Linked DNA regions of Pan troglodytes: region 1 is linked to region 2. A link is a contact called in public Hi-C data. All regions are on one chromosome and are shown on one strand. Each heading gives the region's core, a stretch centred on a gene start, on an enhancer-like site or on the middle of the called end of the contact. The rest is flanking DNA. Distances are from core to core; before and after follow the strand shown. Region 1 has its middle 63 kb from the start of CYSLTR2. Region 2 holds the start of NUDT15 (nudix hydrolase 15).

Region 1 (6,387 bases), core at 462-2,961, 550 kb after region 2:
TTTCCCTGAAGGATTTGTCAGGGTAGCTTAGTGTTTTGATTAATTAACTTAAAGCTGGGATTCTATATAAATGCAAATTGTCACCTTCCCCCACCCATTCAGTCCCTTTCAGGCACAGAAATGAGTAAGAGCTGGGGAAAATGAGGTGGAGTTGAAATTGCCAGCTGTCTGTGGCCTCATTTGAATTTTCAGGGGAAAGGGGATCCTGACTGTGCAAATGCAATACTCACAGTACAGCATTTGCAAAATGGACCAGCTGGAGCAGAGGCTTAGCCTTTGCCACCCAGGTCAGCAGCACAACACTAATAGGACAGGAACACAGGGATGCCACTAAGGAATATTTCAGATTTGAACATGCAATGGACTAAATGTGTCCCCCCAAAATTCATATGTTTAAATCCTAACCCCCAAGGTGATGGTATTTGGAGGTAGGGCCTTTGGGAGGTGATTAGGTGATGAGGGCGGAGTCCTCACAGATGGGAGTAGCACCCTTATAAAAGAGACTCCAGAGAGCTCCCTCCCCACTTCCTCCATGTGAGGACACAGTGAGAAAACGGTCATCTACGAACCAGGAAACGGTCTCTCAGCAGACACTGAATCAGCTGGCACCCTGATCTTAGACTTCCCAGCTCCAGAACCGTGGGAAATAAACTTCTGTTGTTTATAAACAAGCCAGTTTATGATATTTTTGTAATGAACTAAACAGAATGCACAGCCTGAAAGAACTAAAACAGAAGGGGGAAAATGTCACAAAAACTCTGATCTTTGTAGAGGCAAAGGAAAGCACATTTATGGAATTGTAAAAGTGTCAGGCCTCTGAGCCCAAGCTAAGCCATCACATCCCCTGTGACCTGCACGTATATGCCCAGATGGCCTGAAGTAACTGAAGAATCACAAAAGAAGTGAAAATGGCCTGTTCCTGACTTAACTGATGACATTCCACCACAAAAGAAATGAAAATGGCCGGTCCTTGCCTTAACCGATGACATTACCTTGTGAAATTCCTTCTCCTGGCTCATCCTGGCTCAAAAAGCTCCCTCACTGAGCACCTTGTGACCCCCACTCCTGTCCGCCAGAGAACAACCCTTCTTTGACTGTAATTTTCCTTTACCTACCCAAATCTTATAAAACGGCCCCACCCTTATCTCCCCTTCGCTGACTCTCTTTTCAGACTCAGACCGCCTGCACCCAGGTGAAATAAACAGCCTTGTTTCTCACACAAAGCCTGTTTGGTGGTCTCTTCACACGGACGTGAGTGAAAAAAAGTACATTAGATTTTGACTTCAAATTTATTAGTCACTGATGTTTAATTTCCGTGCAAGGCAGAGTGTGGGTGTGGAAGGGAGGACTCGGAGGGTGACAGGGAGCAGATGTACCACCTACCCCACACCCTACGGCCTCACCTCCTTGACAGGCAGGGAAGAGCCAGACTGAGTGGTTACACATTCCTGGGCTGCCATGAATGGTGTGGGTGAACTGAGACATGAAACCTAACCTCTGGGGCCACTGGATATCTGTGGACGTGAGAGTCACCTCACAGGAAAGCTGTGGACATTTGACAAGATGTTTTTGCAAGTTGCACCTGACAACTCCCTAACAAATACCAGCTGATGTAAGGATGACTTTGCCCCAGTAGGGTTTTATTATTTCTTTGCTTTTGATACTTTTCTACCAGGACCTGCAGAGGGTGGCAGAGTGCTTTGCTGATCTGTCCCTTCTTCCTGCCTCAGGTTCTCAGTGCCGATTTCCCCATTAGGTGGAGCAGGCACTGTGCCTAGAGCCCATGAGACTTTTAGGGACCCATGAAAGTGTTTTCATTACTTTCAAAATCAGAAGAAAAAATAGAATATTAATGAATACCTAATAATGAATCTAGACTATGTCAATTTTTAAACCAATACAGTTGTTTCAAATACAATTTTTAATTTTTTTTTGTTTTAAATGAAGAGGGAGCCACGGAGGCAAAAGTGCTGTCAGCCCAAGAATGTGATAATGCCACCCTGTAGGTTCTGGAACTCACCTCAGAGAGTGAGTTGGCAGCCTGGGTTGCTGCTTGCTCTTGTTTGCTCAGGTAATGGAACAGGTGGAGCCTGAAAGGAGATTTGTGTAGTGAGTATGGTAAGCCATGCTGACTTCAGTGTGGGAGTGAAGAGGACCACGTCAGAGCATTTTTCAGAGAGCTGAAGGTTCCATCTTAAATCTAAAGTGGTTGCTTGTCGACACTAGCTATTTTTGATGAAAATTTCCTTATCATGCATTGCATACCCTAGCCTTCTTTGCTCATTTTTAACTTTTATCAAGAAAAGGTATGGATATATGTATATACAAACATATACACATATATGTAAGCACAAATACACACGTATGTGTGTGTATACACTTGTGTGTGTGTTAGAAGCATTCGAACCAGAGTAACTCCATCTTGAATAGGAGTGGGTAAAATAAGGCTGAGATCTACTGGGCTGAATTCCCAGGAGGTTAGGCATTCTAAGTCACAGGATGAGGTAGGAGGTCGGCACAAGATACAGGTCATAAAGACCTAGCTGATAAAACAGGTTGCAGTAAAGAAGCCGGCCAAAACCCACCAAAACCAAGATGGTGATGAGAGTGACCCCTGGTCGTCCTCACTGCTACCCTCCCACCAGTGCCATGACAGTTACTAATGCCATGGCAACATCAGGCAGTTACCCTATATAGTCTAAAAAGAGGAGGCATGAATAATCCACCCCTTGTTTAACATGTCATCGGGAAATAACCATAAAAATGAGCAACCAGTAGCTGTCAGGGCTGCTCTGCCTACGGAGTAGCCTTTCCTTATTTCTTTATTTTCTTAATACACTTGCTTTCACTTTACTCTGTGGACTTGCCCCAAATTCTTTCTTGCTCAGGATCCAAGAACCCTCTATTGGGGTCTGGATCTGGATGCCTTTCCGGTAACATGTATATATATATTTGCCATATATATGTCAAATAGTAGTAAAAGACTTAAGACAAATGATGGGATTCAGGACATGTCCTGAATTCTCCTATGACTTTAGGAGACCAGAAACATGCCACCCCCAAATATGCCTCTTTAGCATGAGGATTATTTTGAGCTGGTTATTTTGAGAAACTGCAGCAGAGGAGAATCTCTGAAAACAACAGTAGAAGTTACCCTTTTGTAAGGAAAGTTTATATCTATAAAGGAGATCTCCATACATAAGGGTGTCTTCCTGTCTGCAACAGGAAGAGAAGAATGACTCTAAATCACTAGAAACTCTTATCAATGAAAAAGGCATGGATTTAAATCTGCATCGCAAACCTCACCCTGGTTTCAGGTGCTTTCCTGGCTGTCTCCTCGTAACTGGCCTTCTCCACACCCTTCCCTTTCTGTTTTAGCAAAGGATGGTTTTTAAGCTTGAAGTCAAAGCTACCTATTTGAGATCTGCTCTCAAGAATTATTCATTCCCTGGCTATCTCCCTTGTATACATGAGATATACATATTAATAAACTTGTTTTTTTTTTCTCTTATTAATTTCGGTACAGGGGTCTGTCCTAACAAAAAACTCAGAAAAGGTAGAGAAAAAATTATTTTCTCCTCCCCTACATAAATAATGGTGGTTTCTTGCTTCACATTTCTGTCTTTCTGTCTCCTTATTCCTGTTCCTTGAAGGCAACCACTTTTAACCTTCTAAACCCTTTCTATTTTTTTCTGGTATTTAACTCCATATTTCTAAGGAATATACACATATTGCTATTTCCCAACTTGTCAGTTCCAGACAGTAGCTATTGTTGTTCTATTATGGCAGATGAAGATTTAGCTGTCTTAACATTCTCCACCTTATTTCTCCTCCCTCCCCCAGCTACTAATATAGTTATATCACAATTTTTAAATTAAATTTGTATTTGTAACCACCCCATGAGTTCTTGCCCACTACCCAGTTAGAGCCAATTTATTATGACAGGGGAATTGCAATAGGGAAAGTGTGTAGAGTGTTAATAAACTCTAAGGCATTATGCACATGTTAATTGGAATTTGCAGTGAATGGGCAGACCTGAGAGCTAGTGGCTCAGGAGGGCCCCACATTTTGGAGATGGAGTGCGAGGATAAATGATACAGACAGCAAACAGGGAAATACTAGGTAGAAGAGGGTGGTTCCCTGGCAAAAGCCCCACCCTCAATCATGGAAACCTTCAGTCCTACGTGGGAACAGGTATTCCTGTTTTCACACCCAAAAGTTGCCTTTTGGCCCACCACACCCACCTATCCTGTACCCTTATAAACCCTAACCCCAGGCTCCACAAGCAGACAAACAGAAGAGCAGAGAAGGAGAGAAGAGAAGGAGCTTCTTAATGTCAAGAGGAGCTAGGCTGGGGACAGTAGGAGAGGAGATTGGCCACTGCATGGCCAAACTCCAGGTGACGATCATCTTCCCATTCCATCCCCCTTCCAGCTCCCCATCCATCCCACTGAGAGCCACCTCCACCACTCAATAAAACTCCCACGTTTGCCATCCTTTAAGTCCAGGCGTGACCTGATTTTTCCTGGACACTGGACAAGAGCTCGGAATACAGAAAACTGTCACACTGGCCCTCTGCCCTTGCGAAAAGGCAGAGGGTCCACTGAGCTGTTTAACACTTAAGCCATCCATGGACAGCAAGGGTGAAAGAGTGCACTGTAACACATGCCCACTTGGGCTTCGGGAGTCACAGGCACCCACCCCTAGATGCAACCATGGGGCCGGAGCCCAAAAGTGCTTGCCCCAGCTCCTACACCTGCCTGTCTGCATGTTCCTGCTCCCATAAGGGGTTTGAGAGCAAGGTGGCCAAATGGATGAGCCACACCCATCACACGTCCTGCAAGGGGGGTCAGGGAACTCCCCCGTTTCATTTGTACTTCCAATTGCCTGCTCTTTCCACAACTCCCTCTGAATGTTTGTGTTGGGAATCAGAACATGAGAACCTCAAGTATAGCACTTTGGTATGCTGAATACTTTGCACTGAGGGAGATTGGAAGGGCCTCAGAAGCAAGATGTTCTTTCTGAGCTTCTCCCACTCTCCTTTCTCTTTCTTTCATTTCTTTCCCACAGCAGGTCATAGAAACTAGAACCCCTCTTTCCCAAAGCAAACCATAAACCTAAAAATGTCAGTCTCTGACCTTTCTTCTCCCCTTAAAACTCTCATTTGACAGGTGATCCTGCCTTATCCTGGAGAAAGAAATGTTACGCAAGAGGCCAAGAAGAAGCTAAACAAACAAGCCATGATGGATTCCCATCTCAGCTTATTACCATTGGGACATGTCCTTTTTGTCCAATCACATTTCTACATGGCAGTACAGTCTTCATCAAACCTAAGCATTAAAAAAAAAGTTTTCTCTGGGTCTTTGGGTCTTTTGTTTCGGAAGGCTCCTGTATTACATAAAACTTTGTTAAATAAATTTGTTATACTTTTTTCTTGTGAATCTGTCTTTCATCATAGGGGTGTTAGCTGGGGACCTTGCAATGAGTGAGGACAGGCATTACCGTTTCACCCCTACACTTGCTACAGACTATGGTTAGGCTACCAGGACACTCAGTTGCCCTTTGTGGAGGAAGCAAGGATGAATCAACATGTGTAGAATAGGACTCCCTCCAAGAAGTACAGATGTGCAGCTGGCAAGTCTTCAGCTCACCCCTTTCAAGCAGGGTGACCAGGATGCCAAGGTGTAGTCATGGGGAGGAGTGATCAGAAGGTAAGTACAACTGAGAAAATTACAACTGGCTAGCACTTTGTCTCAAGAAAGAATATGCCAACCAGCAGATCTCCAGAGTGAAAGGGAGGTCAAAGAGCAAAATTTCAGTGTTTTCAATACCACCCAATGAAGAAGATGCCAGTCAGGAGTGGGGGGCATGGCCTTAACATCTGCTTGGCAGCTGCATTCTCTTAACAGAGTTGGTTGTATCACTTCATATAAGCTTTTCAATAGCAACAGGGCAATAAAACAAAATTTATTTGTCCTAACTTTGTGCTGATTAAAGAACTCTTCAAGAATTCATTCTTTCAACAAACACCCATTGAGAACCTAGTATGTGGCAGGCACTCTTTTAGGAGCCTGGGATATAGCAGTGAACAAGACAGGCAACGCCTGCCCTCATGGAGCCTATCTTCTACGAAAAAATAACTTTCTGTGTGATTATTCACTGTGCTAGGGGTTGGAGTGACATAATAAGGGCCCTCTATGGACTCACAGTTAAAGGAGGTGGCTTCCCAAATTATATTATTTTTCCTTAGGGAGAGAATGGTTGAATTAGCCAGTTCAAATACTCAGTCCCTTTGGCATATTGTGAATTAATTAATAGCATTCTGGTATTTTGTGAATTTAGTTAGCTTGAGGCAGTTTCCAACACTCAACTATGAATGCACTGTAA
Region 2 (6,690 bases), core at 1,556-4,055:
GGGGACTCGGAGGGGAAAGTTGGGAGGGGAGTGAGGAATAAAAGACTACATATAGTGTACACTACTCAGGTGATGGGTGCACTAAAATTTCAGAAATCACAGCTAAAGAACGAATCCGTGTAACCAAAAACTTGAAATTAAAAAAAAGGAAGAAGTCAAACTCTGTAAAATAGTTGAAGGGATGTATTCTGAGGCAAATATGAGTGACCATGGCCTGTGACACAGCCCTTGGGAGACCCTGACAACATATGCCCAAGGTGATTGGGGAGCAGCTTGGTTTTATACATTTTAGGGAGACATGAGACTTCAATCAAATACACTTAAGATATAGATTGACCATTGGTCTGGTCCAGAAAGGCGAGACAACTTGAAGTGGGGCAGGGTTTCCAGGTTATAGGTAGATTTAAATTTTTCTGATTGGCAATTGGTTGAAAGAGTTATTATCAATAGAAAGGAATGTCTGGGTTAAGATAAGACGTTGTGGAGACCAAAATTTTATCATGCAGCTGAAGCATCCAGGTAGCAGGCTTCAGAGAGACTAGATTGTAAATGTTTCTTATCAGATTTAAGGTCTGTGTTAATGTTAAATGCTAGTTGGCTTTTCCTGAATTCCAAAAGAAAGGTGGCATAATGAGGCATATCTGACCCCTGCTCCGTCATGGCTTCAACCAGTTTTTCAGGTTAACTTTGGAGTGCTCTGGCCAAGAGGAAGGAATCCATTCAGATGGCTGGGGGTGGAGGTGCTTAGAACTTTATTTTTGGTTCACAGTTGTATAGTTTTCTGTATACAAGTGTTCCATATCTTTTGCTAAATATATTTCTAAGTATTTTATGTTTTTATGGTATTGTTTCAAAAATTTACTTAATTGTTCATTGCTAATATATAGAAATATAATCAATTGTGTATATTAACCTTGAATCCTACGACCTTGCTAAACTTATTTGTTCTAATGGCTTTTTAATTAATTCCTCAGGATTGTTTAAAAAAAAAGACGGTTACTTATTCCTTTCCAATGTAACTAACTTTTATTGATTTTTAAATTTTATGAGTTGTGCTAACTAGAATCTCCAGCAACATGATGACTAAACGTGCTCAGAGTGGATACCCTAGCTCCTCCCAAATCTTGTCTTTCACCGAGATAAGGCTAGGCTAGTGCTATGGCTGCCATAACAAAGTATCAAAGATTGTGTGGCTTAAATAACAGAAATTAATTTTCTCACAATTCTGGAGGCTAGAATTCTAAGATCAAGGTGTCAGCGGACTTGGTTTCTTCTGAGGCTGCTCTCCTTGGCTTGCAGACGGCCGCCTTCTCCCTGTGTCATCACACAGTCTTCCAATAGAACACAGTCTGGGTTCTAATCTCCACTTCTTGCGAGGACACCAGTCATAACATTAGAATAGGGCCTACCCTAATGGCTTCATTTTAACTTGATCCTGTCTCCAAATGCTGAGGTACTGGGGGATAGGACTTCAACATAGGAATTTTGAGGGGACACAATTCAGCTCAAAACAGTCATTAAATATGATGTTAGCTGTAGGTCTTTGTAGATGCCATATATCATGTTAAAGTTTCATTTTATTTCTAGTTTGCTCAGAGGTTTTGTGGGGTTTTTTAAATCACAACTGAGTATCAGATTTTATTAATTTTTTTCTGCATCTATTGAGATGATTATATGTATTTCCTTTCTCCCTCTGTTAATATGCTGAATTACATTGGCTTTTCAAATATTAAGCCAACCTAGTATTTCTGGGATTAATCTCATTGTTTAATATATTATCCTTTTTATATACTACCATTTTTTGAGAAGATATTGTAAGTACCTTTGTAATGAATGTGAATGTTGATAGTGAGGAGAGATGCTGTAAAAAGCTTAATACCCATTTAGTATAACATGGAGAGTAAGCATATTACTTAGAAATAAGTAGGCAAATATCAGAAATACAGTTGAAAGAGTTAAAAGTGATTGTTTCTGAAAGTAGGAGGGTCAGGTTGCTCTTGTTGCGGTTTTTGCACCATTTTACTTCTTAAAATTATAGCTATAGGTCAGGCGCAGTGGTTCACGCCTGTTATCCCAGCACTCTGGTAGGCCCAAGTGGAAGGACTGCTTGAGGACAGGAGTTGGAGATCAGCCTCGACAAAAGACCGACAGCCCACCTCCACACAAAAAAAAAAGAAAGAAAGAAAATTAGCTAGCTTGGTGAAAATTAAAATAAAATAAAATTACCAGTATGTGCACATTACTTTGGGAGAAGTAAAAATAATGAGAAAAAGAGAGAAAACCCTCCCAGTAACTAGTCATTTGTTTTTATGATTCAGCTGGTTTGTATTTTGCATGGTGCATGGTGTGCAAACATCTGAAAATGTCTGTTTTCCAGTGTTTGTAACTAACTCTTCCCAGCATGATTTATCAATTAGCCTTTATTTCCTCCCATGACTTATGAATATACCTTAAGCATAGTTGTTTATAATGGGATGTTTCTAAACGACCTATCCTTATCCTGGTACCACGCTGATTTGAGCTACAGGGCAAATGGGTGCACCACGGTGGGCGAGGTCATTCACGGAAAAGAGAATGTGCAGTGGTGCCGAGGTTGGTAAGAGCAGGCGGCTTGTACACGTAAATGCATGGTTTGCAGGAATCTGGGAGTGGATAGGCTGACGGGTGATGAATATTCAAAGCACAACTGTAAGCGACTTTAGTTACAGCGAAACTCTAATGCACGCTGCCCTTCGGAAGGAAACACGGCATTGCCCAACCTGATAGCCCTCCGCGACGCATTACGCACCGCGGACAGCTGGAGAGGCCGACGCACTCTCGCTTTGATTTCGGCGCCTCCGCCCTCGCGGGGAGACATTTGCTGCGGCCGCGGGACCGGATAGTGAGCGCGTCACTTCCTGCCGCTGCCAGGCGCGTCCTCCCGCGCGCTATGACGGCCAGCGCACAGCCGCGCGGGCGGCGGCCAGGAGTCGGGGTCGGAGTCGTGGTGACCAGCTGCAAGCATCCGCGTTGCGTCCTCCTGGGGAAGAGGAAAGGCTCGGTTGGAGCTGGCAGTTTCCAACTCCCTGGAGGTCATCTGGAGTTCGGGTGAGCAGCCGCGGACGCGAGGAAACCGGGGCGTGCGCAGAAGGGACGAACTCACGCAGTGCTTGCTTCCGTGTGCCGTGCGTGAGAACGTCCGCGCTGACGCTGCGTCCTTTCTTGCGCGTTCCCTCGGTTCCTCCCCTCGACCTCTGGGCGACATAGGATCGCGCCCAGGAGGGGGCGCTGTGCCGGGTCAGGCGAGGTCTTTGCTCTGCTAGCTGGGTCTTTCCGGCTGCGCGCCTGCTGGGTGGTGGTTGGGAGTTCGTCTGTGAGGTGTGTTTCTCACAGCTTACACACAAAAGGAGGAAAGCAGGTGTGTGTAAACCTCCAGCAGCCCGATGTTGTCAGCTAAGACATTGCACCGTTTCCATGTGATTGATTGATTGATCGATCGATTGATTGATTTGAGACTGTGTCTCGCTCTGTAGCCCAGGCCAGAGTGCAGTGGTGCTATCTCCAGTCACTGCAACCTCCGCCTCCTGGGTTCAAGCGATTTTTGTGTCTCAGCCTCCTGGTAGCTGGGATTACAGGCGCCCGCTACCACGCCGTGCTAATTTTTGTATTTTTAGTAGAGACGGGGTTTCGCCATGTTGGCCAGGCTGGTCTCTAACTCCTGACCTCAGGTGATCCACCCGTGAGGTCAATGACCATAGCCAACATTGAGCTCTAATAGGCTTTTTGTTAAGGGCTGGATAATATGCCAAGCTCTTTGCATGTATACTTTCATTTGATCTTTACATAACTGGTACACTCAGTGGGCTAAATTTGATGGGAGAACAAACAGGAAATGGTTTTATTTTCTCCTTCCATTGCCTTCAAACATGATTTTTTCTTTCCCTCTTCAGTGACGTTTCCTGCAAATTCTATAGTTTTCTTGTCACTTGGTTATAAAAATAAATCACATTTGGGTCAGTATGATTCACTTCCAAGCATTTAAAAGTCCAATCCAATTTAAACCTTCAGTGTCACTTCCAGTTTCTAATCCCTCCCCTGCAGTGCATAAAGGAGGTGTGAGCCATTGTTCTGCTTTTCTGTATCCTCCTCCTCTTCTCACCTGGCTGTCTCTGAGTTTCCTTCTTTCTCCAGTGTGTTGGAGGAGGAGGAGAGAGCAAGCCATTCAGGTGACTGATGCTGCTCTGATCCATCCATTGGTGTCCTCTGGGCATGATATCCACATGTGTGCTTTCTCAGGGTATGTTTGTCAGTTGTTGGGAAGTCCCACAGAGATTTTCCTGACATAGGTGACGGGCTTTCTGTGATGCTGGCCCACCTCCTAGCTCTTGCTTTTAGCACATCACCCCACGTTTTCTTTCTTCTGGGATCTCCTATTTGATTACCCAGCAGTCTCTTTTGGCATCTGCTTGGCCCAAAGGAAACACGCAATGGGAATGATATTTCCACTGCTGCTCTTTTTCCTTGCTCTGCCTCTGTATTCATCTGCATCTGGAAACTCCGAGGGACACATTTCAGATTTACCCAAGAGCTTTCACCCTTGTAGCACACCTTCTCTGATGCACTGGGGTAGGCCTGTGAGTTTCTGCAGTTCAGGATGTCTTTAGCAGGGGAGTGACACACTGAGTATCTCCTTCTTGAGTCACTCCCAATCTTATGACTGATTCTCTTGGAATGTTCCTCACCTGTCTTGGGGGGCAGAGTTGGCCCCTTGTAGTCTGGAAGGGAAATGCTCCTACTAGGCTGAAAACTCCAAACTTTCCTCTGTCTCAAACATCTCCTGTCTTTCTTATGTAGCCTGGGTATGGAGAAGTCGCAGGTCTAGTCTGGCCTTCCTTAGCTTGAGCTTGAGCTCAGATAACATCTGTTTGCCCTTTTGCTTGAGAATTTAGAAGTGCTTTTTACCTATTGTTGTCAGTTTTGAGGCTTAAATTGAAATTCTGAGACTGCTGGAAAAGACATAGTGGCACTTCTTGATACAATTACAGTGACCCCATGAGGAAGTAATATACTCTCTTTTTACTTGTCCAAGGTGGAAAGTAATGAACTTTGAGCTCAGTCCCAGGTCTAGTTGACTCCAAAGTCTGCTCTTAATCCACTAAACTGCCTCCTGGTTACACACAGGTTCCAGGGCTGTAAATTAGTGCTGAGATGGCTAAATGTTAATTTTTATTCAATATTAAGTCCTTTTCATCTTTAGATAACTAGATACAGGATATAATGTCAAGGGCAAGGTTGCTGATTTACTGTTTTTAAATTTTTATCTTTTTAATTAATTATTATTACTATTTTTTGAGACAAAGTCTTGCTGTTTGTCCAGGCTGGAGTGCAATGGCACCATCATGGCTCACTGCAGCCTTGACTTCCCAGGCTCAAACTATCCTCTTGCCTCAGCCTCTTGAGTAGCTGGGACCACAGACCATAGGCACGCACCACCATGCCTGGCTATTTTTTTTTTTTTTTTTTGGAGAGATGAGGTCTCACTATGTTGGCCTCAGCTGGTCTCCAACTCCTGAACTCAAGCTGTCCTCTTGCCTCCGCCTTCCAAAAGATTACAGACATGAGCCACATGCCCAGCTGATTTGTTGTTTTAAAGCAGGAACCAATTACAGTTCTTCTTGTTTTACACTAGAATTTTCTAGCCAAGAATTTCATGGCAAAATATATACACACACACACAGGTATATACATTTATATATATACATATATATACACACACATATGTATATATAAAAAAATAGAATTAATCTAATTTTTGTTTCTGTTTTCCAGTGAAACCTGGGAAGAATGTGCTCAAAGGGAAACCTGGGAAGAAGCAGCTCTTCACCTGAAAAATGTTCACTTTGCCTCAGTTGTGAATTCTTTCATTGAGAAGGAGAATTACCATTATGTTACTATATTAATGAAAGGAGAAGTGGATGTGACTCATGATTCAGAACCAAAGAATGTAGAGCCTGAAAAAAATGAAAGTAAGAGAATTATATATAATCATGCATTTTTCTTTCAGGAGAGCAAGTGGTCTGGAGGAATATTACAGTATGTTGCCATATGAAGAGAATGCTATTGTCTGAATGCTTGTGTTCCCCCAAAATTCTATGTAGAAATCCTAACTCCCATGACGAGGTTTTAGGAGGTTGGGGCCCTTGGGAGGTGATTAGATCATAAGATAATGAATGGGATTCATGCCCTTATAAAAGAGACCCCTGACCCCTTCCATGATGTAAAGATACAGAGAGAAGATCGTTGTCTGTGAACCTGGAAGTGGGCCCTCCCCAGATATGGAATCTGCCAGTGTCTTGATCTTGGACTTCCCAGTCTCTAGAACTGTTGAGAAATAAATTTCTGTTGCTCATAAGCCATGTAGTCTGAAGTATTCTGTTATAGCAGTCCAAATAGCCTAAGATATATGAATGTAGAGATGTCATATAGAGATATACATAGGTAAATATATTTGGACCATGAGGAACCAGACTGTGTTTGTGTCCTGGTTCTTAGAGCTTTGTGACCTTGGGCAAATTATTTCATGCCTGGGCCTCTTTTCTTATCCGTGATAATAATAAGTACCTTGGATGGATTCTTGTAAGGATTTACATACGAAGAACCTTGTGAACACAGTAAGTTTTATTGTTATTGTTTAATTTTGTTTCAGGCAGT

What was found. Hi-C and Micro-C count contacts between places; a contact is called where the count stands out from the background.
Region 1: a Hi-C map of stem cell-derived neural progenitor cells shows a contact between it and region 2, with 7 times the contacts expected there. The contact joins the enhancer-like site here to the promoter of NUDT15 in region 2. A contact is called at or near these places in 1 of 7 Hi-C or Micro-C datasets (stem cell-derived neural progenitor cells) and 1 of 1 datasets of contacts at active chromatin or transcription factors (stem cell-derived excitatory neurons).

Annotation. Positions count from the first base shown.
Region 1 is chr14:54,186,125-54,192,511 of NHGRI_mPanTro3-v2.0_pri, forward strand. No RefSeq gene overlaps it. Among named protein-coding and RNA genes, the nearest start is that of CYSLTR2, 63 kb to the right of the region's middle. Within about 2 kb of position 1,712, at least 3 of the 24 cell types and tissues checked have an H3K27ac peak or open chromatin away from gene starts, as enhancers often do. A contact at or near this core is called in stem cell-derived excitatory neurons and stem cell-derived neural progenitor cells, where this site is marked.
Region 2 is chr14:53,635,392-53,642,081 of NHGRI_mPanTro3-v2.0_pri, forward strand. It overlaps NUDT15 (nudix hydrolase 15), which reads left to right and starts at 2,806. Exons shown (of 3, transcript XM_001151276.7): 1 at 2,806-3,087; 2 at 5,809-6,005. The coding sequence starts at 2,930. It overlaps SUCLA2 (succinate-CoA ligase ADP-forming subunit beta), which reads right to left and starts at 3,078. Exons shown (of 11, transcript XM_016925284.4): 1 at 2,789-3,078. The coding sequence starts at 2,857.